Regions from separate parts of the Mus musculus genome. Here regions 1, 2, 3, 4, 6 and 7 are each linked to region 5. A link is a contact called in public HiChIP or PLAC-seq, Micro-C and promoter capture Hi-C data. All regions are on one chromosome and are shown on one strand. The core of a region is the stretch at or near the end of the contact, and the rest is flanking DNA. Distances in the headings are between cores, read along the strand shown. Region 1 overlaps Pigv (phosphatidylinositol glycan anchor biosynthesis, class V). Region 2 holds the start of Rcan3 (regulator of calcineurin 3). Region 3 holds the start of Gpn2 (GPN-loop GTPase 2). Region 4 holds the start of Trnp1 (TMF1-regulated nuclear protein 1). Region 5 holds the start of Stmn1 (stathmin 1). Region 6 holds the start of Zdhhc18 (zinc finger, DHHC domain containing 18). Region 7 holds the start of Arid1a (AT rich interactive domain 1A (SWI-like)).

Region 1 (3,105 bases), core at 428-2,927, 810 kb before region 5:
AAGAGTGTTTGTGTTCCTATGTGCAATGTGCTCAGGAGTGCAGGTTGTCAAGGTTTCCTGGTGTTGTCTCTGCTGGAGCTACAGTGATAGGGTCTTGTACTTGGGTCCCCTACAAAAACAGGACTTGGGGCTCTTAACCACCGAGACATCTTTCCAGTTCTTTTTGTTTTGTTTTGTTTTGAGACATGGCCTCACTACGTAGCCCTGGATGTCCTGGAAATCACTCTGTAGACCAGGATAGCCTCCAATTCACAGAGATCCCCCCTACCTCTGCCTCCCGAGTCCTAGGATTGAAGGTGTGCACCACAGTAGGCTTAGATTTCACAATCTTCCTGCTCCATCTCACAAGGGCAGGGACTGCACGTGTGCACCACACCATCTTCAAATTAAAACTTTAATTCATCCTCGTTATAAAAAAAATTTAAGTAGAAAGATAGCAAAACATGTCCTTTATGCCTCAGAATTTGCTACTTCTGGGCCAGCACTCAGAGGGCTCAGTGGGGGAAGGGACTTGTCCTCAGGCCTGACATGCCCAGTTTTAAGGACAGCATAATAAAGAACTAAGACTCAACAAGAGGGCAATGCTGACTTCCACGTGGGCTATAGGATGTTCATGTTCACACACACTCACACACACACACACACACACACTAAAATGTTGCTTTTTAAAGAATTTACCACTTCCCTAATGAATGCTCCGGTGCACTGGCCAGCAACACTTGAGGACAGGAGGCGTGGCTAGGCCTGCCTTAGTCCAAAACAGGCATTAATAAACAACTGGTGAAAAGAATCCTTTTAAAAACTTAAGCCTCCACACTTTACATTTTTAGACCCAGACTTCCGCTGCCCCACCCCAGTGGGACTACTAGAGACCCGCCAAAGCTTCCCCTTTTCCCACCTCCATTAAAGAACAAAAAGACATCCACTTCTGGGTCCTCAGAGTGTCTGGTTTGTATTTTAGCAGGGTCTTGGAAGGAAATGACTTTTCTCTGAAACCGTGGCCGCCCCACCCAGCTGTGGCATTCTTAGACCTCGGGGAAACAGGAAGCTCCGGCCTTGGGCCCTTCACGGTCCTCCTTCAGACTATTAAAGACTGTTAATAGGCCGGTAAAGGGACAGCTGCTGGTCATAAAGTCAGCCCGCTCCTTACAAGCTGAGCCGTGAGCCTCCCAGGCCAGAAGCCCGGCCTTCTCCAGGTGTGCTTACCTAGCCGGGGTGCCCAGGTGTAGGGTTTCTTCAGTGATGGCTCTAGGGACAAAACAGGGGAGACTGAAGCTGCTCTGTAGGGGGTGAGTCACCTCTCCCAGGAGAGGAACAATCACTTCTGGTTACCCTCCAAACGGAGGCAAAGTGGAGCAGAGAGGGAGACCAAAGGATCCCGGCTCCTCCCACGCACTTTTTTTTTTTTGGAGGGGGAGGGGGAGTCCTAGGATTTGCAGCTGCTGGGGAAGAGGCTGCAGTCTGCCAGCTGGAGGGACACACTAGGGGAGAGGTGTTGTCTTTTGCCAAGAAGGGCACTTGGTGTCTTGGCAGAAGGCAGAGGGCTGCCCCAATCTGTGTGTACATTTTCAGTAGCATTTGACTCTGGACCAAATGCTTGGCTGTGCTAGTGCTGTGGTGCTGGGTGGGAATGCTCGTTGGCCAGGCTGGCTGGAGGCTCCCACAGAGGGTGCTGGGCCTGGGCCAGGAGCTTCCCTTCAGCTGGCAAGTTGAGCTTTCTGTCACGGTCGGAGGGAGTGTGTCCAAATTCCAACTCCGAGCTTTCCAGAAGCCACTGCTGACTGCCATCTGTTTTGAAGAATGCTGCTTATTGGAATTTTTGGCCCAATGGGGAGTAAGGATGGTGACACCGAGCCAAAGTTACCTGGCTCAAGAATGCACAAACGCTGCGCAGCAGGGACACTGTCTTTCATTTATACAGGGTCTTATTCTGTAGCTGCCCTCAAGCTCACCTCAAGCCTCAGCATCCTGGAGTCATCCTTCCTCAGGGGCAGGGTTACTCTTAGTAACCACAGGGAGCCAGGAAGCAGGGCAGATGCTACAGTAGACAACCTTGGACTGACTTAGCTACAAGGTTCCCCCATCAAGGCTGTGGGGTAGGTGCCTCTGACTCATGCAAGTGTGATCTTTGAGAATGGAAAACCAGTCACCCTGGGTTACCCTTTTCCACCAGGTGTCATTACTCTCCACGACAGCTTCTATTCCGAGTTGTTCCCAGAGGTGGGGGGGAGGCTGTTTCCAATTGATCAAAGGAGGACTTTCCCATTAGACCACTTGTGAGCCTCCATTTATCTTTTGTTTAAGGTAGCCTCAAGATTTAAGGCCTAAATCACACCCCAGGGAAGAAGTCTCCTCCTTAATTTCAGAGAAGGCAAAAGCTCTGAAGGTGGCTTTAGATCATACAGCTGGAAAGTGAGGAATGGGAGCCAAGATTCAGACCCTGTGCTCTGATCCAAGTGGTGTTTATTACTGAAATTAGGGCCTCGTGTGCTTTACTACGGAGTTCTAGCCTCAACCCTCTATAATTTATAGAAACTAGTTCGGCAGAGGTAGGAGGATCTCTGAGTTCAAAACCAGCCAGATCTACATAGCAAGCAAGTTCTAGGACAGTCAGAGTTACACAGAGGGACCTTGTCTTAGCTCCCCTGACTACCCCTCCTCCAGAAAAAGGTAATTCATTGCAAAAGGAGTATTTAGATTTTCACAGTCTGTAGGATAGACACAGACACACACACACCAGTATCATAAAGAAAACTTCAGGGAGCTGGAGAGATGGCTCAGTGGTTAAGAGCACTGGCTGCTCTTCCAGAGGTCCTGAGTTCAATTCCCAGCAGCCACATGGTGGCTCACAACCATCTGCAATGGGATCTGATGCCCTCTTCTGGTGTGTCTGAAGACAGCTAGTGTACTCATATATAATATAATACATCTTTAAAAAAAAAAAAAAAGAAAACAACCACCTTCAGAAACCTCTCACTTAGAGCAGGCTGTCTGTCCCCTCTTCCTTCTGTCACTACACTGCACTGACTCCACCATCCTGAGTGGGGCAGGCTGTTGGCCTGTGCTTTGATCAAACATTTAAATTTATCCACCAGGCCAGGCAGG
Region 2 (3,045 bases), core at 350-2,849, 970 kb after region 5:
ATCCAATGTATAACTGAACGCTAACGTGAAATCCCCATCAAAATGAACAACTGTGCATGCTGCATAAACACCCAGACTCTGAGACTTAATATATTCCTCAAATTCTGCCCTTTTACTTACTTCTGAGTTTGTGTACATGCATCAGGTGTGTGCATAAGCCCTCAGAGGTCAGAGGAGGGGTGGGATCACCTGGAACTGAAGTTACATACGGGTGCTAGGACTCAGAGCCCAGTTCTGTGCAAGAGCAGTAGGTGCTCTTAACAGTGGACATCCCCCGCCCCCGGCACACTATTTTGTTAACATATATTTATTGAATGTTTATATGTGTGTTTGACTGTGGCCTCAGCAACACTCAGGTATTAGTCAAAGGACAACTTGCAAAAGCTGATTCTCTCCTCCTGCCATGTTGATCCCCGGGATCCGGGAACTCCAACTGTCAGGCTTTGCAGTAAGTGTGTCTGTCTGTACCAGCTGAGCCATCTCATAGGACTACATATTGATATATTGGACTAGAGGTAATGGCATTGTGTTAAGATAGGTTTTATTTTGTTTTGTTGGGCAGGACCGTATTATGTAGTCCAGACTAGTCTCCCACTTGCTAATATTATAAACGTGTGCCACACCCAGTTCTTAAAATAACATTTTAAAGTAATCACTAATCATAGCTACAGATGGTCAATTACTTCTCTGGCCAACTAGTAGATGAGAGACTTCTACGAAAAGTTCAAGTAAATGTATTGTCCTAGATAGCCTTCAATATTGGGACGCGAATATATATATATTTGGTTTTAAACCCTACAATAAAACATCACTCTACATAATCCTAGTTTGAATCTGAAACATGGACGTGAGCCGCTAGAATCTTAATCCCCAGAGGAGATGATGAGATTTCGCACGGAAGCTGGAACCCCACAACCTGGAAACAGACAGCTATTGAAGGGTTCAAGAGGAAGCGGACAAGTTTCCAGATGCCAGGGAAGCAGAGAAGCACGAGGATTCCTGCATCCTGGGGGAGGGGAGGAGAGAGGGGAGTGGGGCTTCCACCTGCTGCCAGGAGGGTTTTACTAGCCACACCTTCCCTGCCCTCCGGGAGGGGGGGGCCAGGTTGGGCCTGACATCTTTCAAAAAGTCGAACTGCGGGTGGAGAAATTGCTGGTGGAGGAGAAAGGACCTGGGGGCGAGGGTTGTTTTGCAGGACGTTACCCCGAAGCTGCTGGGGGAGATCCTGGGCATCAGGCGGTTGGTCCTTAGCAACGTCTAGGGGGTTCCTGGAGGATCTGGGCAGCTGCTGCTCTAGCTGAGGCTGCTTTAACTTTCAGGGATCCTGGGGATCCATCACCCAGAGCTGCTGCAAACCTGTTCCGAGCGGCCGCGACCCGGCCCCGCCCTGCGAAGGGGAGACTCACCTGTGCGCTCGAGGGGAGAGGCCCGAGGGGGGATGCCCACGAGCGCGGCCTGGGGCGGACAGACCCTCACCACCCGGAGCCACCACGCCCTCAACGCGGGCCGCAGCGGCCGCCTCAGCCGGCGACACGGGCGGTGACCTAGGGCTGAGCGAGGTTGCCAGCGTCGCGCGCGCTCCCGGGCCCGCGCGCCTCGCGCCCTCCCTGGGTTCCTCGCGCCCAGGGGGCGCGCTGCGCCGGCGCACAGACAGGAGGGCGGGGCTGACAGCTGGGTGGGCGGGAGTCGCCGAGTGGTGGGCGGGGCTCTGGGGGCGGGGGTGGGTTCTGCGCGCGCGCATTCGCCTGCTCCTCTTGGCTGGCTGGCACTGGCTTTGAGGGACTTGGGCCGGCACTCTTTTTTTTTTTTTTTCCCACCCCCCCTGGGCCGGCACTCTTAAGGCAGAGGCTTTCCTTGACCTCCAGAACGGGACTTTTGATGTCCCCTTGGTATCCGCCGCCCCCAAGAAACATTTTCTCTCTCTTTTTGCTGACCTCACGTGACAGTGACAGGAACAGCTAGCCGGGATACTAGGAACCTTCTCGGGGCGGGTTCCTGTGAGCTTAACCCGGGGTAGCCTTCTAGGAACCTGGCAGCCGGATGTGCCCGACCTCGCCCCGCAGCTCCCGTCGCCCAGTAGAGGCGATGGCGACGTGGCTGTGCTATGGGTGTCACCAGGTGTGTGACTGCGCGCGCCCCATCCCTCCCTCCATTGCACCCAGCACAGATGTACAATATTAATGATATTTGCGTTTGCCTTTCCACACAGTCTTGCTTATCTCCCTTGGAGATAATGGAACATTAATTATGTCTAGGTCAGGGTTTAGGCTAGTAGTAGCGCCGAGGCTGGCTGGCATTTTAATTTTAATTGCTGTTGCTGAGACCAGCCTGTCAGGGAGCTGTGCCCTCTTCCAGCTCACAAACTGGATGAACGGTACAGAGCTGGAGAACTCTCAGCTCCCGCTAGAAGGATTCTGCTCTGCTATCCAGGCCGTATGGCTCAGTTCTGAGGGTCCTTGCTCCCAACCCCGGACGCACGTGATGGAAGGAGAGAACTCCTGCAAGTGTTCTCTGACTTCCACACGGCTGCCCTTCTGAATAATAAACAAATAATAAATAGAAAATCAGCTTTTGTCATTTACGCAAGACCCTTCATAGGACAAATGAAACAAGGGGGTCAAAACTAAGGACACAGTGTTGTCACTCGGTGAGAGTCATGGGCACAAAATGCAGGGCATAGCATCCTCGTCAGAGTGACTCCCATAGTGTCCCCCACAGGATCACAGTGTTGTATCCCTTTTGCTTTAGGAAGTTTCTGCAGCTTTCCACCCTGAGGCTCCTGATTAAACTTGACTTAACACGTCAAGTTCTTCACTTTTTCATCAAAGAATTATGGAGAGTGACTTCTATACTCACATCAAGAAGCATAGAAATGTTTCCCCTTGGGCTGGTGAGATGGCTAGATGGTTAAGAGCACTGACTGCTCTTCCAAAGATCCTGAGTTCAAATCTCAGCAACCACACGGTGGCTCACAACCATCTGTAATGAGATCTGACTCCCTCTTCTGGAGTGTCTGAAGACAGCTACAGTGTACTTACATATAAT
Region 3 (2,845 bases), core at 262-2,761, 880 kb before region 5:
ATATGTAGCCCAGCCTGACCTCGAACTTAAATCTCTGCTCCATCTCCCAAGTGATGGAGCCTGCACCCCTGCCACACTTGAGCCACTTCTTTCTCTGGACTCTCGCTTCTTCCTTTGCAGGGCATCGGCCGGAAGGTGATGGAGCGCCAGGGCTGGGCTGAAGGCCAGGGCCTGGGCAGCAGGTGCTCCGGGGTGCCTGAGGCCCTGGATGGAGATGGCCAGCATCCTAGATGCAAGCGCGGCTTGGGGTGAGTGCACCTGAGGGGCTCCCTAGGCCATTGTCCAGCTGTGCTGCTGTCTGCTTTCCCTCTTGCCATTGTTTTGAGGTGGGTGTGGGCCCCTCTAAATGAACAGCTTCACAGCAGGTGTAGAAATAGATGACACTGTCCTTATTTTCATTTTAAACCCAATCCTACAACTTAAAGGATCACGGGGCCCTCAGGGAAGTCATTTCCTCAAGTCTGGGTTTTGGCTTCATAAGGGAGTCTGTTGTGGAAATGAAAATTCCCAGGTCCCTGATAGTTGACACTCCTCTCCAGAGGCTGGAGAGCAGAATTTGGAGACAATGCTTTGTCTTTGGTGCTGGAGGTGTGGCTCAGGAGTGAGTGTGTCCTTGCCCCGGGTTCTTGTGCTATGAGCATGAGACCGCTCTGATAGAACAAACCAGATATGTAGTAATTACTTCCTGTCTCTTGCTAACCTCTTTACTGGGCTTTGAAGAGAGCAGCCTTCTCACCAAGAGCTCTGTTTTATCCAGATACCATGGAGAGAAGTTACAGCCATTTAGGCAACTGAAGAGGCCCCGTCGAACTGGCTTGGGGCTCATTTCCACCATCTATGATGAGCCTCTGCCCCAAGACCAGGGGGAGACCTTGCTCCGGCGCCAGCCACCCACCAGCATGAAGTTTCGGACAGATATGACTTTTGTGAAGGGTTCTAGCTGTGCCTTGGACAGACCTGAGCCCGAGTGAGCCTATGTCCTTGGTCAGGATCACTCTGCGGCAGGGACTTAGCCCTCTGCCTGGATCTTGCCCTGTGGACCTGAGAAGCAGCCCAGAGCCTGGGAGCAGCCCTGAGCATGCCCAGTTTCTCTACCTCAAAGATGATATCACCAAAAGCCCCTCCGTCTCCTGGGGTGTTTGTGCCTAAAGGCCTTCCCTTGGTCTCCAGGCCCTAGTGCTTGTTTGGGTTTGCCCAGAACAGTGAAGATCTGGACTGCCTGTGGCACCGTCCAGTCGGGTTTGAGGGTTGTCTGAAGAGCTCCGTGAAGCTGGGAAAGGGGACCAGAGAATTGATCCAGAGAGCGTCGCGGTCCCTTACCACGTCTACCCTCTGCCTAGAGACGGATCGGTGCGAGAATAAACCAGTTTACCCGGCATGGAGATCTGCCTTAGTGAAGCCTGGGGAAATCTTAAAACCGGAGGTGTGCGGTTGCGTGACCACAGCCTATGCCGTGGCCGTGTGGGTGGGACTTCCTCTCCAGACAAGTTCCGGCGGAATCCGGAAGTCGGAACTTTTCCCTTCCTTGCCGGGTAGTTTGTTCGTTTTTCTGCTTGAGTTTACTTGGTGAGGCGCCCGTGGGCTGCCAGCTCCACCCATGGCGGGGGCCGCCCCGACTACGGCCTTCGGGCAGGCAGTGATCGGGCCCCCGGGCTCGGGGAAGACCACGTACTGCCTGGGCATGAGTGAGTTCCTGCGCGCTCTGGGGCGGCGCGTGGCGGTGGTGAACCTGGACCCCGCTAACGACGGACTGCCTTACGAGTGTGCGGTGGACGTGGGCGAGCTGGTGGGGCTGGGCGACGTGATGGACGCGCTGCGCCTGGGGCCCAACGGTGGCCTGCTCTACTGCATGGAGTACCTGGAAGCCAACCTGGACTGGCTGCGCGCCAAGCTGGAGCCCCTGCGAGGCCACTACTTTCTCTTCGACTGCCCCGGCCAGGTGGAGCTCTGCACGCACCACACCGCCCTACGCAGCATCTTCTCCCAAATGGCCCAGTGGGACCTCAGGGTGTGTCTCGGGTCGGGCAGAAGGAATCCCTGAGACCGGGAGGCGGATAGGTGCCACGCCCCCAAGTTACATTGGGAGATAGCGGCTGAGTTAAGTTTGAAGCAGAACTAAAGCCTCTGAGATAGAATTTTAGCTCGGCCCCAACTCATTTCATGGTCTTGGAAAGTCCTTTCACTCAGTTTTGTCATCTCTAAAATGAATGTGACAGTTCCCAATTTTAAAAACAGTGGAAGTGACTACACAGAAAGTGGCTTAGTGATTGGTTAGTTGGTGTTCAGAAGTGTGATGAAAGAGTAGAGAGGTAGGTGCAGTGTGATTTGAACCCTTTGTCCACTGCAGGAACTGTGCAAGAGACCTTGGAAGAGGTGTTGGAGATTAGCTCAGTGGTAGAGAACTTGTCTAACAAGCAGAGGCCACAGTCCCTGGGTTTGGTCCCCAGAATAGTAGGAAGGACAAAATGGTAAAATTGCCCCCTATCTTCTTGGAGGAGGACATGATGTTATTAAATTTAAATTAAGTTGCCTGGCGGTGGTGGTGCACGCCTTTAATCCCAGCATTTGGGAGGCAGAGGCAGGCTGATTTCTGAGTTCGAGGCCAGCCTGGTCTACAGAGTGAGTTCTAGGACAGCCAGGACTACACGGAGAAACCCTGTCTTGGAAAAAAAAAATTAAGAACAAGAGGCAGGAAAATATCTCAGGCCTGTAACCCCAGCAATGTGGTGTGGAGGCAGAAAGAGTTCTGGGCCATCAAGCCCTGTCTCAAGCAGGCACATGAACAGGAAATAGAACAGTACTAAGGAAGGAATAGAACAGTACTAAGGAAGGAATAAAACAGTAC
Region 4 (3,100 bases), core at 160-2,659, 970 kb before region 5:
ATGATGGGGACAAACCTTCAACCTCTCCGGGTATCTGTCTCCTCCAATGGGAGTCACAGACTCAGAGGAGAATCCAGTCATACAGCCCTGAGCCAGCCCTCCTCCATCCTGGGACTTTCTTCTTCTTCTCCTTGCAAGGGATGGAGCTGGGCTGTGTAGAAGCCAGCAACTTTGAGGGCAGGGTTTTTACAGTCCCAGGGGACCCAGGAGAGACCACACTAGCACAGGTGAGGGAGCAGATGTTGCAATATTGCAGCAAGCTCCAGCTTGTTAAAGTTTGCCACCAAATCCCTCCGGAAGCCGAACACCTTCCACTAGTTCATCTCTATAAGGGGACTTGGCACTGTCATCTAACCAGCCACGAAAAAAAGGACAGCTCTATCAGGGCTCCACAGATGCCCGCCCAGACATGGAAGATCCCGGATCCTACACTCCTCAACACAGACACACGCTGTATCCAAAATAACACCAGTCAACAACACCGCACCTTAGTGTCACTTTCAGGGCCCCCCATGGACCCCCAGCTGACTCCTCCGCGTAGATGACGCCGTCCATCTGGCCAGCACCTGGATCCGTCCGTCCGTCTGTCCTCCCGCACCTGGAGACTCGCCTGCCTCGGGAAGCCAGGGGTCCGGGGTACTGAGGTCAGCGCTGGGGGGAGGCGGGGCCGCGGGGCGGGCTGCGGCGGAAGGGCGAGTCGGGCTCCGGGCCCTGGCCGCGCCGTAGCCGCCCTGCGCCCCAGGGCACGCAGCTCCCCAGGCCGAGCGCGGACGCCAGCAGCGCCGGGGGACGACCCCGGCGACCGCGGCGCGCACCCTTCTTGAGACGGGACCCGTGCGCAGCCAGGTAGAGCTCGGCCTGGGCCACGCCGCCGCTCAGGCGGCTCAGGCTCTCGGCGCGATGCGCCAGGCGCAGCTCCGCAGCCAAGAAGACTCGGTGCAGCTGCAGCACCCGGCTCTCCAGCTCCGACACCAGGCGCCGGCGGCCCTCCACTTCTAGCAGTCGCCGCCGCGCTTCGGCCAGCTCCAGCGCACGGCCCCCTGCCCCCGCCGCCGCGCCCGCGATCCCCGCCGGGCCCGCGCCCCCAGACCCCCCACTAGCACCCTGGCGCCAGCGCTGCAGCTCCTGCCCTTCCACGGGTGTCTCGGCCGCCTCGGGTAAGGGCGGTGACTTAGTGGGGGTCGGAGTCGAGGTCGGCGATGGGGAAGGGGGCTGGAGGGACGGCAGGGGCTCCCGGGGTGGCGGCGGGGGCGACCCCGGTTCTGCCGTCCCTTCCTGGGCCCCTGGGCCGCAGGCGCTGATTCGGCAGCCCGGCATCCCCCGCCCCGCGGCGGCCCAGGGTTGTCGGTGCGTGGGGAGGAGAGATGCTGGGCACGAGACTAGTGAGAGGCGGCCGCAGAGCCCACACCCAGGCCGCACGCGCCGCCCAGCATCTTATAGCACATGGGGCGGAGCGATGGCAGCACAGCCAATCCGAGACTTTTGTGCCTGAATCTGCCCTGCCTCCCGCCAAGGAGCGTATCCCCAAGTGTTTCAAGTTCCCTGTCTTTCTCCCAGATTGGCTCCGTTTGGGCATCATCCCAAATTTGGGGTAGATAAGTGACGGTCACTTTCCTCGCCTGGAATCACCTCAGAAAAATTCGATGGTAATGTTTAAAAGTCATACATTTCAGTCTCTACCCAGAATGGCTGGGCGTCACCTCTGCTCCTCTGCCGGGCCCGCGTGACAGTGAGAGCCTAGCCTAGAACTTAGCGCTCCGGGTCTCCTAGGATGCCCTTCCCGCCCATCTCTCTGGGCTTATGGGGTGGTTAAGGCAGAGAGACGACTGGTGTCCACTGGAAGATGGGCATATGACTGGATTACTCGCATACCAGGAAGGCACTTAGCTTGCAAAACAAACACCAGAGCCGCTGCTCCTGGTCCGCCAACCTTCGTGGGGCCCTTAGAAAACCCCAAGGTGTGCAAAATTATTTTCCAGCTCCAACTCTGCCTGCGTGTGCACCTGCTAGCCCACAAGACACGTCCTGGTATCTTTCAAATGGAGGGGGAAAGAAACTCAGAAGAAGCCGCGATGCCCTGCTCAATGTCAAATTGTAGGACAGTGGCTGAGTCTGGACGGAAATGAACGAACAAACTCAACCATTCATCAGAGCCCTTGAGATACGTGGATTCCTCCAATTCCCAAGCACGACTCCACATCTCGAATTTTAACCATCCTAGCTCTGCCCACTTTCCCCACGGCACAAATAGCCCTTCTGTTCCCCTTCCAAGTACTGGCCCAGACACCAAGGGTTTTACCTCTGATTGTATCTATTTGAAAGCGCCATCAGAGATTGGAGGGGTTCACGGTAGGAGAGGGCAAGGTCCCCAGGGCAGGAAGGAAGCTCTGAACCCCATTGGGAAGGACTGCAGCAGGTCCTCGGGTTTCAAAGGATCTGCCAAAGGTGTGGCCAGCCCTGAGGGTCAAAATATATGAAGAGGAATCTGACTAGTGGGGGGAGGAAAGCCCCAGTCCCTCCGACCCACGGGTCCACCCAACTCTAAGTGCTTACAGGTGCCTTTTAAGTGACAGGAACTCTGACAGCAAATCTCCACAGAAGCAGCTCCCAGAGCAAGGGAAGGAGGGTGAAGGGAGTTAGATTCAGAGAAGCGGGACGGGAGGACTCACGGTAGTAAAGGGGTGTTCAGTGAACAGGAGTAGATCCCAGAGAAGAAGGACAGCCAGGGCTACACAGAGAAACCCTGTCTTGAGAGAAAAGGAAAAGGAAAAAAAGAAAGGAAGAAGAAAAAAGGGAGGTATGTATGTGGGGAAACCCCACCATTGGTTAGTTCCAGGGAACCTGTCAGATCTGGATTGCAAATCCTTCCAGAGACCTTGGATATTGGTCTCTCTAAGAGGGCAAAGATGATGAAAGCATATTTACGAGGAGGGGCTGGTAGTGTGCCTCAGTAAAGCTGGGTTCAATCCCCAGCACCAGATAAAACCAGAAACAACAAAGCAGCTATGCCTGTCGTCCAGCACATGAAAGGCAGACAAGAAGACAGGAAAGCAAGCACCGGGCTAGCCTGGGCTACATGAGATCTGTGTCAGAATCCAAA
Region 5 (2,878 bases), core at 27-2,526:
GCAGAGGGAGACTGACCCCACGCAAGGGCAATTGCTGGAAAATATGCCTCTATAAGCATATTCCAGACAACTGTACTTTGCCAATTGCTTGCTTTGTACGTTGTCTGCACAATACAGTTTTCACTGTCCTGTATGCCTATTGTATTTTATCTCGGGTGCTTCCCTCTTGGTTAAGCAGATGTAGGATTGTTTTAAAATTAGGATTGTTTCCACAGAAGCTGTTGTATGTATGGGTTGGCTTTTGAGAGACCAAATCCATTAATAAAATGGTAAACCCAATGAAGAGTTTCTGAGCAGGTGCTTTGGGGAAATGACCACCTCGTGGGGACACAGCTTTGGTCAGCAGAGAGAAGAGGTTCTTAGACAGACAGGGTCACGCTAATTTCCTTTGTGTCTCTGCTATAGTTTTGCTTTATCCCGGCCAGAGGGAACCGTGACCTTGTGGCTCCTTTTGTTTACATTCTCAAAGTGAGCCCAGCCCCGCTCTAGGGAGCACGTGCTTTCAGAACAAAAGGAGCAAAGTGTATCTAGAACTGCCATCGCTCTTCCCTTCCCTTTCCTGTCACCGCAAGGCTTTAGCAGTCCAGATGGAGTCTGCCTTTAAGCTTAGTGGCTTTGTTAAACCCAAGATCAGATTCCAGAGCCTCCCGCTGTCCTGCCTAGATCCCAGTGTTTCCAGCTCGGGAGGCTGAAGGGTAGAATGCAAGTGGCCAAGGGAAGAACCACGCCCGTAATCTGCCAGTAGGAAATGGGTTAGGGACTGCGTTGTTGCGCTACAGGTGACAAGCTGCCGTGTGTCCGTGATAGGACACCGAGGGTAGAGGATCGTGCAGGGGCGTGGAGTGGCACTATCTTGTCACAGGGTTTCGGGCGTTTTAGGCGACCGGGAGGGGTATGGCATCAAAAGGGATATTGCTTAGGGAGCCAAATAAACTCCTATGGCTGGGTAGAGGTAGAGTCCAGTCGGTCGAGGTCTAAAAGAAGTAGGTTAGGACCGACCCCTCCCCTGCTCCTCACCTCGCCCTGCAGTTTTCCTAAAGAGAGTCCCATAACCGATTCAGTCCTGCGGCCGCAGCCAAATGCTCTTCCGATCAGAGACACCCCACCCACCCACGCTAGTCCCGGCTAACACCTAGAGAGACCCCCCACCAGGAGTGCCCCACCCCTAGCATTGTCCTCCTGCCCCCCTGGCCCGGACTACAATTCCCGAAATGCTTCTCTCCAGAGAGGCGGTGCTCTCCAGGCTTCGGGGCGGGACTGGCACGTGCCGTCACCCGCAGCCAATGCGGAGCGCCTGGTCTGGGTCACGTGCCGCTGTTTGGCGCTTTTGTGCGCGCCCAGGTCTGTTGGTGCTCAGAGTGTGGCCAGGCGGCTCGGACCGAGCAGGTGGGTGCAGGCTTGGCTTAGGCGGAGGCTACGGCGGGCTGGGGAGCAGCCGGGAACGCGGCGGGTCCCCCAGCCGGGCACAGGAGATGGGCGGAGACCCCGAGCCCCAGCGGGTGGGGGGCGTTGGTCTTTTGTGTGGAGCTCGGGCGGAGCCTTGGCTTTTGTCCCTATTCCCTGGAGATGCGGGCTGGAGGGGAGGGGGCGCGGCCAGCGCTGGGCTTTAGCCCGGGTGCGAGCGTGGAGACAATAGGAGGCGTGAGCCGTCCTCTGCATCTACCGCCCGGCGGGCGCGGCTGTTCGGGGGGTCCCCATTGTCTGAAGGAGAGCGAGGCTGGGGGCGCTCGTGCTGCTGAGGGGCGGCGCCCGCCCGGTCTCCCGGGGCTTCGGGGCGGTGGTCCCGGACAGCTCTGGGCACTCCGTCAGTGGGTGAAGGCCGTGCGACCGAGCCCTCTACAGCCACCCCAGGGCTGCGTGTCCGCGAGGTGTTTTTGGCGGGAGTTGGGGGGCAGACGGCCGCGCGCTGCCAGCCCGAGAGGGGCGGGGCCACCCCGGAGGACCGTTGGCCCCGCCCATTCTGTCGCTGCCCACGCGCGCGGGCTCCCGAGCGTGGAGAGGTTCGCGGAGATTCGAAAAGGCGCGGGGAGCCGAGGGGCGGGGCCAGGGGCCGGAGCGTAGGGCGTGTTCTGATTGGCCCGGGCCGCCAGCCTGCCCGCCTGGGCCAGGACCACGCCCATGCTGTGTAGTCTGCTGCGTTGGGTGCTCTGCTACAGATAAATGCATTTTTTTTCGTTGCTTCGTTTTTGCAGTGTCTAGTGTTTGGAACCTTTAGTCATACGCTTCGGGGCTAAAAGAATGGTGATCTTTTTAAAAAAAATACTCGAGAACTGTTGAAAAAAATGTTTGCGACATAAGGCATCAAATGTGACAAACCTCAGGCGGGTGTGGTGGCGCTTGTCTGTAATCTCAACACTCAGAAGCTGCCCCCCCCCCCCGCCCATGTATGCATCGAACATGGAACCCAGGGCTTTGCAAATGTTAAGTGTTAACCCAGTGGGCTAAACCCCACCCCTCTACCCTGAGGAGGCTGAGGCAAGAGGATTGTAATTTTACAGCCAGCCTGGATTAAGTAGACCCTGCCCTCAAAAGAAACCTAGAGGTTCATACAACTTCATTTTCTCACTGTGAGGCTAGTAGCTTAAACCCTAGGAACAATAGGACTTGAATATCATTGGCTGCCAGCTTGGGTGTTATTCACCGTGGCAGACACAGACAAAGCAGGGGTGGGTATTTCAATTGCACAATGAGTTGTAGACAGAATTAAGATGGCTCCGATCTCATTGTTGGGTTGAATCTGGAATATCTTATGTTGGGCAGGACAAAAACATTAAGGGACGGAATTCTTCAACCTTGTGATTGAACCCCTGAGTTTTGATATTCCAAGATTTTCTTTCTTTGAAGAATATCATTTAATTTGATTTTCTGCTGCCAGCGT
Region 6 (3,097 bases), core at 586-3,085, 830 kb before region 5:
AAAAAACATTTCCACAGCACCCAAGAAGCCATAGTCATAGCGAGGTGAAAACGAAACTTGGCCCGAGGTTCAGGCTGGGATCCCAGTGCTCCTCTGTGTAAACCACCCTGAACTTTTTTTTTTCTTTTTCCTGTCCTGATCCAGTGGAAGGGCAGAGCATTTTGGGGGAGGATGGAAAGGAAGGATGTCTTCACCTTGTAGTTACAGAGACATAATCCAGGTCCTGGAAAGTGATCTGAGAACTGGTCTTTCAGACAGCCTCATCATGACATGCGTGCCCCCCTCCCCCAACCCCGGGGAAGTAATAGCTGCCAACATCAAGTGCTAGAAGCTTGGACGAAAAAGAATAAATAAATAAATAATGAATATATCTGGAAAAAAAAAAGCTAAAGGCTTGCAAGCATGACCAATCTCAATAGAACCCTGTCGGGGGTGGGTACTATTAAAGTCCCCATTCTACAGGTGAGGGCACTGAGGTTTGGAAACGTAAAATGACTGCCTGCAGGCCACACAATTAGTGGGAGGTGGAGCTGGGACTGGAGCCAGAGATGGAGTTCTTAACCATAATGAATAATAAAAGAAACCAATAGGAAGAAGTAGGAGGGAAAGGTGGGACTCACCCCGGGTGCGTTCAAGTGGGGGTGTATGTGCCCTCAAGGAGTCACAGGGCAAGTGACTCCAGCTAGAGGCTGAGGGTGGGTGGAAACTTTGGATGCATGAGTGGCCCGAGAAAACTATAAGCAGCCACTCCTCCATCCTTCAGTCCTAAAACGGAGCTACAGTGTAGGCCAACCCTAGGTCACTGGGAAAAGGTCAGAAGCCCATAGGGGCAAATAAGACAGGCCGTGTGAAAGCACTCAGGTCTCTTTCCTGAAAAGGATCTTGATGCCGCCCGCTGTCCCGGTGGTGGACCGCCACCGAGGGATGCAGAGTGTCCGGAGGGGAAAGAGACAGGGCAGGGTGGGAGACACCTAGAGGACTAGGGAGCTAAGAGAGCGTCGGGAAGAAGCTTTGGAGAAACTAAGGAAAGTGCTGGAGAGAGAAGGGCCTGTCTGAGAGGCCCAGAGATGCTTTAGGGAGGACTGCCTCCGGGCCTAGGGTGACCATGACTGAGGGAAAGCGGGTGTGGGAGCCAGGACCCTGTAGAACCTTGGAGGGACTTGAGAGGACGCCTAGAAAAATTCATGGTAGGGTGTCCACAGCCAAAGGACACAAAAACTTACTTGTCTGAGGACAGGAATGAAAGACGCCTAGAAGGGTCAGAAAGAGCCTGGGATAGGCAAGAACCAGCCAGTGAGTGACCGCAGGTGGACCTGAGGGACCCGGCAAAAGCTGGTGACCCGGGCGGGGCACCCAAGGTCCGGGTGGCGAGAAGGGGTTCCGGGGTTCCGGGGCGGCGGGCGGAGGCCCGAGGGCTCACGGATGCGGGCGGGGAAGGAGCGGCGGCCGGGGACGCAGTGCCGGGGTGGGGGTGGGCGAACTCACTCGAAGACGAAGAAGAGGATGGTGGTGCTGAGGATGAGCAGCAGCGTGAGCGCGAAGACGCCGCCGTGGCCGGCCAGCATGAGCCGGCCTCCGCAGTAGAAGCGGTTGCGGCCCGGGAACACCTCCCACTTACGCCGGGGCCGGCGGCCCAGGCTCCCGCTGCCGCTGCCGCTGCCGCTCCAGCGCGGCGCGCCAGGCGCGGGCCCGGGGCTTGGAGCAGGGGGCGCGGCGGGGCCGGGGCGACGCGCCCCGGGGGAGGCGGGCGGCGGGGCGGCCCCGGGGCTTATCTGCTGGTACTCGCAGTCCTTCATGCGGCCGGCCGCGGGCCTCGGCTCCGCGCCCGGCCGCTCCGGGACCGGGCCGAGCAGCGGAGGTGGCGGCGGCGCGCGCGGCGCTGGCGGGCGGGCAGGCAGGCTCGCTCGGGTTGGCCTCTCCGCTGCCGCCCCGCCCCCGGCTCGCTCCGCAGCGCCTCCTGCGCCCAGCCCGGGCTCTGCAGATGCGGCCTCCAGGGCTCCCTCAGCTGCCGGTGCTCTCAGACCCTGCCTTAGGAGTCAGAGATTCAGGGGACAGCTCAGGCACTCCAGGCTCGCCCACCTCTGAGGGCAAGCTGGTAAGGGTGCTTTGAAAGTTCCGAGTGTCTAAAGGGGTGTGAGTGAAATATCCTTTAGTCTTTCCCTCCCTGCTGTCCTAGGTTCAACCCTGGGTTCTAGATAATCCCCAAATGGAGATCATGCCTAAGGGCCCCAAACTTTTTTCAGGTGGGTGTTTTCACAACAGACCTAACCAACCAGGAACTGGGGTGGGCTAACTCCTGGTGACTGAGACAAGTAGGGTTCAAGGACCTTCAGGCCAAGGTCCAAGGTGAATTTGCAACGAGCTGGGCTACAAGTGAGTCCCTGTTTCAGCTGAAAACACACACACACACGCGCACACTATATTTTCTAGGACTCAGGTCGGAAGTCCAGAAATATTTTAGCAAATTCTTTTACATGCATCACCCCCAAAGCTCATAGGGCTAAATCAGGCAGTCTTATCTGGAGCAAATGGGGTCCAGCCTCCTTGCAAACCATTCAAGTTGATGGTGGAACTTATTTCTCGTGATGTGACTGGAGGCCTGGGAGTTTTGCTGAAACTCCACCCAAAGTTACTAGAGCTCATTGCAGTGGCTCACCAGCGAGGTTTCTCTGAAGGACTTGTGCACTTCCTGAACCTGACAAGGAGAGTTTAGCATCCATTTGTGAAAACAGGGATTGCTAGCTGGCTATGGTGGCCCACGCCTTTACTCCCAGCACTTGGGAGGCAGAGGCAGGCGAATTTCTAAGTTCGAGGCCAGCCAGGTCTACAGAGTGAGTTCCAGAACAGCCAGGGCTACACAGAGAAACCCTGTCTCGAAAAACAAAACAAAAGAACAGGGATTGTTTTGCTTTTGGGATACTTGAGTATCCCACCCAGGACCTCACCAGCTGGGCAACCCCTGTCTCTAGCACTGAGCTGCTCCACCTGCCCTAAGACAGATCATTTGTGTTTGTGTGACTGAACGTGCACGTGGGGAGACCGAGAGGGCAGGCCTACGTATGCATGGAGGCCTGAAGAAGGTCTCAGATCCTTCAGA
Region 7 (3,083 bases), core at 165-2,664, 710 kb before region 5:
CGCCGCCGCCGCCGCCGCCGCAGCCCCCCAGCACTGCGAGGCCATGTCCGCCGGGCCTTTGCCCGCGCCCCCGTCCTGGGGCCCGCCGCCGTAGTCGCCCCCGGGGTAGCCCTGGTAGCCACGGGCCGAGCTGGGCGACGTGAGCAGTTGGTTGAGGGTGGGGGTGGCGGTGGGCTGGGGAGTTCCCCCGCCGGCCGCTGAGGGGCCGCCTCCCCCCATGGCCCCGAAGCGCTGCTGTGCGAAGGACGAAGACGACGAGGAGGCAGAGGCGCTGGAGGAGGGAGGCGGCTTGGAGCCGGCGGCCGCCGCCGCGCCGGAGCCCGGAGTGCCACCTCTCGGGGAGCTCAGCGCGTAGGCCTGGGGAGGCGGGGGGTAGGCGCTGCGGTTGGGGTAGTAGGAGTTGTACTGGTGGTTGGGGAAGCCGTGGTCGTGCGAGTTCTGCTGGGGCCCGGCGTAGGGCTCCAAGCCCCCGCCGCCGCCGCTCTGCAGCGCTGCCAGGCCAGGGCTTTGTTGTCCGCCATGTTGTTGGTGGAAGACGGCGGCCGCCGCGGCGGCGACGGCAGACGGGCTCCGGCCGTAGGCTTGCCCGAAGCCGTAGGCTGGGGGCGGCAGGGCGGCCGCGGCCGAGTGAGGAGGCGCCCCCACCCCGTCGCTGCTGCTGCTGCCGCCGCCGCCGCCGCCGCCGGGCGGCTCCGGGAGGTTATTGTTCAGGGCGGGCCTAGGGCCCGCGTTCCCGTTCGAGTTCTTCAGGTCCGGCTCCGCGCCGGGCCCGCCGCCGCTGCCGGCTCCGCCGCCGCCGCCACCCCCATTGCTCTCGGCCCCGTCCTGCAGCTCCTTTCCCAGCGGCTGCGGCGGCCCCACGGCGGGGCCCTCGCTCTCCTGCCCGGCGGCTGCCTTCATTTCCCCGCGCTCGGCCGCTGCCGCCGCCGCCTCGCCCCCCGCCTCCTCCCGCTGTTGCTGCTCGGCTTTCTTCAGCTCCGAGGGCGGCGGCGGCGGGTTGCCCAGGCTGCTGGCGGCGGCGGGGGCGACCTGCGCGGCCATGATCCCCGCTGTCTCGTCCGCGGAGAGACCCGGCCCTGTCTTCGTCTTCTCCCCCCTCCCACCCCGCCCCGGGGCCGAGTCCCCCGGGCTGCCCTCCCCACCCGCCCGGGCGGGCCTCGCGGGGCTCCGCTGCTGCGCTGCGCTCGCTCCTCTCCCCCCCGCCCCGCCGGCTCAGGCTCCGGGCTGGCGGCGGAGGAGGAGGAGGAGGCGGCGGCGGCAGCCGAGGCGCCGGCGGCTCAGCTGCTCCGGGCTCTGGCGGCTCGGGACCCGGCTCTCCCGGCTCATTCCCCCCAAGCCCTTGCCTGGGAATGAGGGGGGCGGTGGAGGCTCCGCTCCCCAGGGCCTGGCCCCGCTGTGACTCTCCGCTTTCTGCTGCCGGAGAAAGGAGGAGGGAGGGAGGGAGGGAGGCGAGGGGGAGGGGGCGGGAAAGGAGGGAGGGAGCGGGGGGGGAGGGGGGACCCGGGACGGGCGGGCGGGCGGGCGGGCTGGAGGGCGCGCGGCGGCGGACGGGGCGCCGGGAGGCAGAGTAGGAGCGCTGCTCTGGCGGGCGCCCTGCCTCGCCTCCCCGGCCGCGGCTCGGGCCGAGGCTGCTGCTTGGCGGCGGGCGGGCGGGCGAGAGAGCGAACGAGAGAGCGGGCGGGCGGGCGGCGGGACTGAGCAGCTAGAGCGCCCCACTCTCCTCCGAGTCCCCCTCACTCCGACACGAGGCTCAGCACTGCCATTTTACCCAGCGCCGTCGCGGCCGCCTGAAAAACCAGGACTGGAGCGCGGAGCGGGCGCAGGCCGTGGAATGGACTCGCTCCCTTCCCCTCACAAAGGAGGAGGGGAGAGAAGGAGCCGCGGCGGCGGCGGCAAGCCCTCAGCCTCTTTCGCTCGGCTGCGCCGCCGCCGAAGGCTTCGGGGAAAACCCGGCCCGGAGCCCGCGCCTCCGGAGCCTGCGCCGCCTCGCTCGCCGCGTTCCCAGCCTGGCCTGTCCCCTCCCGGCCGCTCCAAAGGGAGCGGGCCGCGTGAACTTTACCCGCGCCTGCAAAATTGGCCTGAGCCCGAAACCGCGGCCGCCGCGGCCGGGACCTGACCCCCTGGCACCGGGCCTGGGCTCTTGGCTGCGACTTAGCACCTCCGCAGCACTTTTCTTCTTCAAAGCCTTTTGCAGACCTGCTCTAGAGACCCAGCTGAGCGAGCCCTGCTTTTCCCCCCCTTTGGCTAGCCCCAAAGGAGGACTGACCATTGTTCAAACTATCGGTTCTCCCGTGCCCTGCCCTCATTAGCCCTCTCTGACAAGGCCCTGGGGGCATGAGGTCTGGATTATCTCCCCCCCCCCCATTTTACCAACAGACTGAAGGGAGGGGACTGCCCAGGTCACTTAAAGTCAGAGGGCAGAAGTGTGTGGCTATAAAAAGTGGAGTGAGTGGCCGAAGCCGCATCTTGTCTACTTAGCCAGAGAAAAGGAGGAAAAGAGAAAAGAAAGGCACTTACGTTGTGAACAAATCCAACCACCGGATCAGATCAGTGTCAGGAGGTTTGAAAATCAAACGTGGTCATCCCACCACTTCTCTTAAAATGGTGGCTACTGATGCGTTGGGGGCTTAAGACAGTCCTCCAGGCAAACCAAGCTCCATTAGCACTTCCTAAGGGAACCTAGCTCACAATGGCCAGTAGCCCAATCTTCAAAGGCAAGTACCTTGGAAGACTGTAAACAGCCCACAGAAGAGGCTCCAGGGACTGAAAGAACCTCTGTTCAAAAACCACTGCAGAAGAGGGATGCAGAAAATGGAAACCATTTTCTCTATAAAGAGAGAAAAAGAGCCTAACAGGTCACACAGAAAACGGATGCCCCTCAGATCTGCTGTCTATCCTAAGGTGTAAGACTCCTTGAAGTTTACCAGAGACCCTAAGGCCAGGTTTATCTGTGAAGATCAAGGCATTCGCGGAAAAGCTCAGAGTTGTCCAGACCTACAGGCCTCACCAGTTCCACAGCAGCCTTTTCTTCTCAGGCAGGCCTGGAATGCTCTGACAGGGCAAGCCAGGAGAAACCAGAGGGA

Evidence for each region. Promoter capture Hi-C pulls out the DNA fragments that hold promoters and counts their contacts. A called contact is a pair of places that touch in the nucleus more often than the background predicts. HiChIP or PLAC-seq counts read pairs in DNA pulled down with a chosen protein or histone mark. Capture Hi-C pulls out chosen DNA fragments and counts their contacts.
Region 1: a promoter capture Hi-C map of cranial neural crest shows a contact between it and region 5. The contact joins the enhancer-like site here to the promoter of Stmn1 in region 5. A contact is called at or near these places in 3 of 39 promoter capture datasets (cranial neural crest, hippocampal neurons and pre-B cells) and 1 of 115 datasets of contacts at active chromatin or transcription factors (memory CD8 T cells).
Region 2: a promoter capture Hi-C map of pancreatic islet shows a contact between it and region 5. The contact joins the promoter of Rcan3 here to the promoter of Stmn1 in region 5. A contact is called at or near these places in 3 of 39 promoter capture datasets (erythroid cells, liver and pre-B cells), 1 of 115 datasets of contacts at active chromatin or transcription factors (pancreatic cancer cells) and 2 of 9 other capture datasets (liver and pancreatic islet).
Region 3: a contact with region 5 is called in a promoter capture Hi-C map of pre-B cells, with 4 times the contacts expected there. The contact joins the promoter of Gpn2 here to the promoter of Stmn1 in region 5. A contact is called at or near these places in 6 of 39 promoter capture datasets (the 3T3-L1 cell line, hippocampal neurons, liver and 2 more) and 1 of 115 datasets of contacts at active chromatin or transcription factors (pancreatic cancer cells).
Region 4: a contact with region 5 is called in an HNF4G HiChIP or PLAC-seq map of pancreatic cancer cells. The contact joins the promoter of Trnp1 here to the promoter of Stmn1 in region 5. A contact is called at or near these places in 1 of 39 promoter capture datasets (liver), 1 of 484 Hi-C or Micro-C datasets (B cells), 1 of 115 datasets of contacts at active chromatin or transcription factors (pancreatic cancer cells) and 1 of 9 other capture datasets (pancreatic islet).
Region 6: a contact with region 5 is called in a promoter capture Hi-C map of liver, with 3 times the contacts expected there. The contact joins the promoter of Zdhhc18 here to the promoter of Stmn1 in region 5.
Region 7: a contact with region 5 is called in a Micro-C map of embryonic stem cells, with 4 times the contacts expected there. The contact joins the promoter of Arid1a here to the promoter of Stmn1 in region 5. A contact is called at or near these places in 1 of 484 Hi-C or Micro-C datasets (embryonic stem cells) and 1 of 115 datasets of contacts at active chromatin or transcription factors (pancreatic cancer cells).

What each region holds. Positions count from the first base shown.
Region 1 is chr4:133,658,979-133,662,083 of GRCm38.p6, forward strand. Pigv (phosphatidylinositol glycan anchor biosynthesis, class V) reads right to left here. Exons shown (of 4, transcript NM_178698.5): 4 at 2,447-3,105. Among named protein-coding and RNA genes, the nearest start is that of Pigv, 12 kb to the right of the region's middle. Within about 2 kb of position 1,678, at least 348 of the 459 cell types and tissues checked have an H3K27ac peak or open chromatin away from gene starts, as enhancers often do. A contact at or near this core is called in memory CD8 T cells and pre-B cells, where this site is marked.
Region 2 is chr4:135,432,206-135,435,250 of GRCm38.p6, forward strand. Rcan3 (regulator of calcineurin 3) reads right to left here and starts at 1,600. Exons shown (of 5, transcript NM_022980.4): 1 at 1,407-1,600.
Region 3 is chr4:133,582,862-133,585,706 of GRCm38.p6, forward strand. Gpn2 (GPN-loop GTPase 2) reads left to right here and starts at 1,512. Exons shown (of 5, transcript NM_133884.2): 1 at 1,512-2,008. The coding sequence starts at 1,598. Gpatch3 (G patch domain containing 3) reads left to right here. Exons shown (of 7, transcript NM_172876.2): 6 at 121-248; 7 at 758-1,381. The coding sequence ends at 971.
Region 4 is chr4:133,497,141-133,500,240 of GRCm38.p6, forward strand. It overlaps Trnp1 (TMF1-regulated nuclear protein 1), which reads right to left and starts at 1,410. Exons shown (of 2, transcript NM_001081156.2): 1 at 488-1,410. The coding sequence starts at 1,317. The coding sequence ends at 646.
Region 5 is chr4:134,467,044-134,469,921 of GRCm38.p6, forward strand. Stmn1 (stathmin 1) reads left to right here and starts at 1,277. Exons shown (of 5, transcript NM_019641.4): 1 at 1,277-1,386.
Region 6 is chr4:133,631,594-133,634,690 of GRCm38.p6, forward strand. Zdhhc18 (zinc finger, DHHC domain containing 18) reads right to left here and starts at 1,836. Exons shown (of 8, transcript NM_001017968.2): 1 at 1,486-1,836. The coding sequence starts at 1,796.
Region 7 is chr4:133,752,571-133,755,653 of GRCm38.p6, forward strand. It overlaps Arid1a (AT rich interactive domain 1A (SWI-like)), which reads right to left and starts at 1,415. Exons shown (of 20, transcript NM_001080819.2): 1 at 1-1,415. The coding sequence starts at 1,041.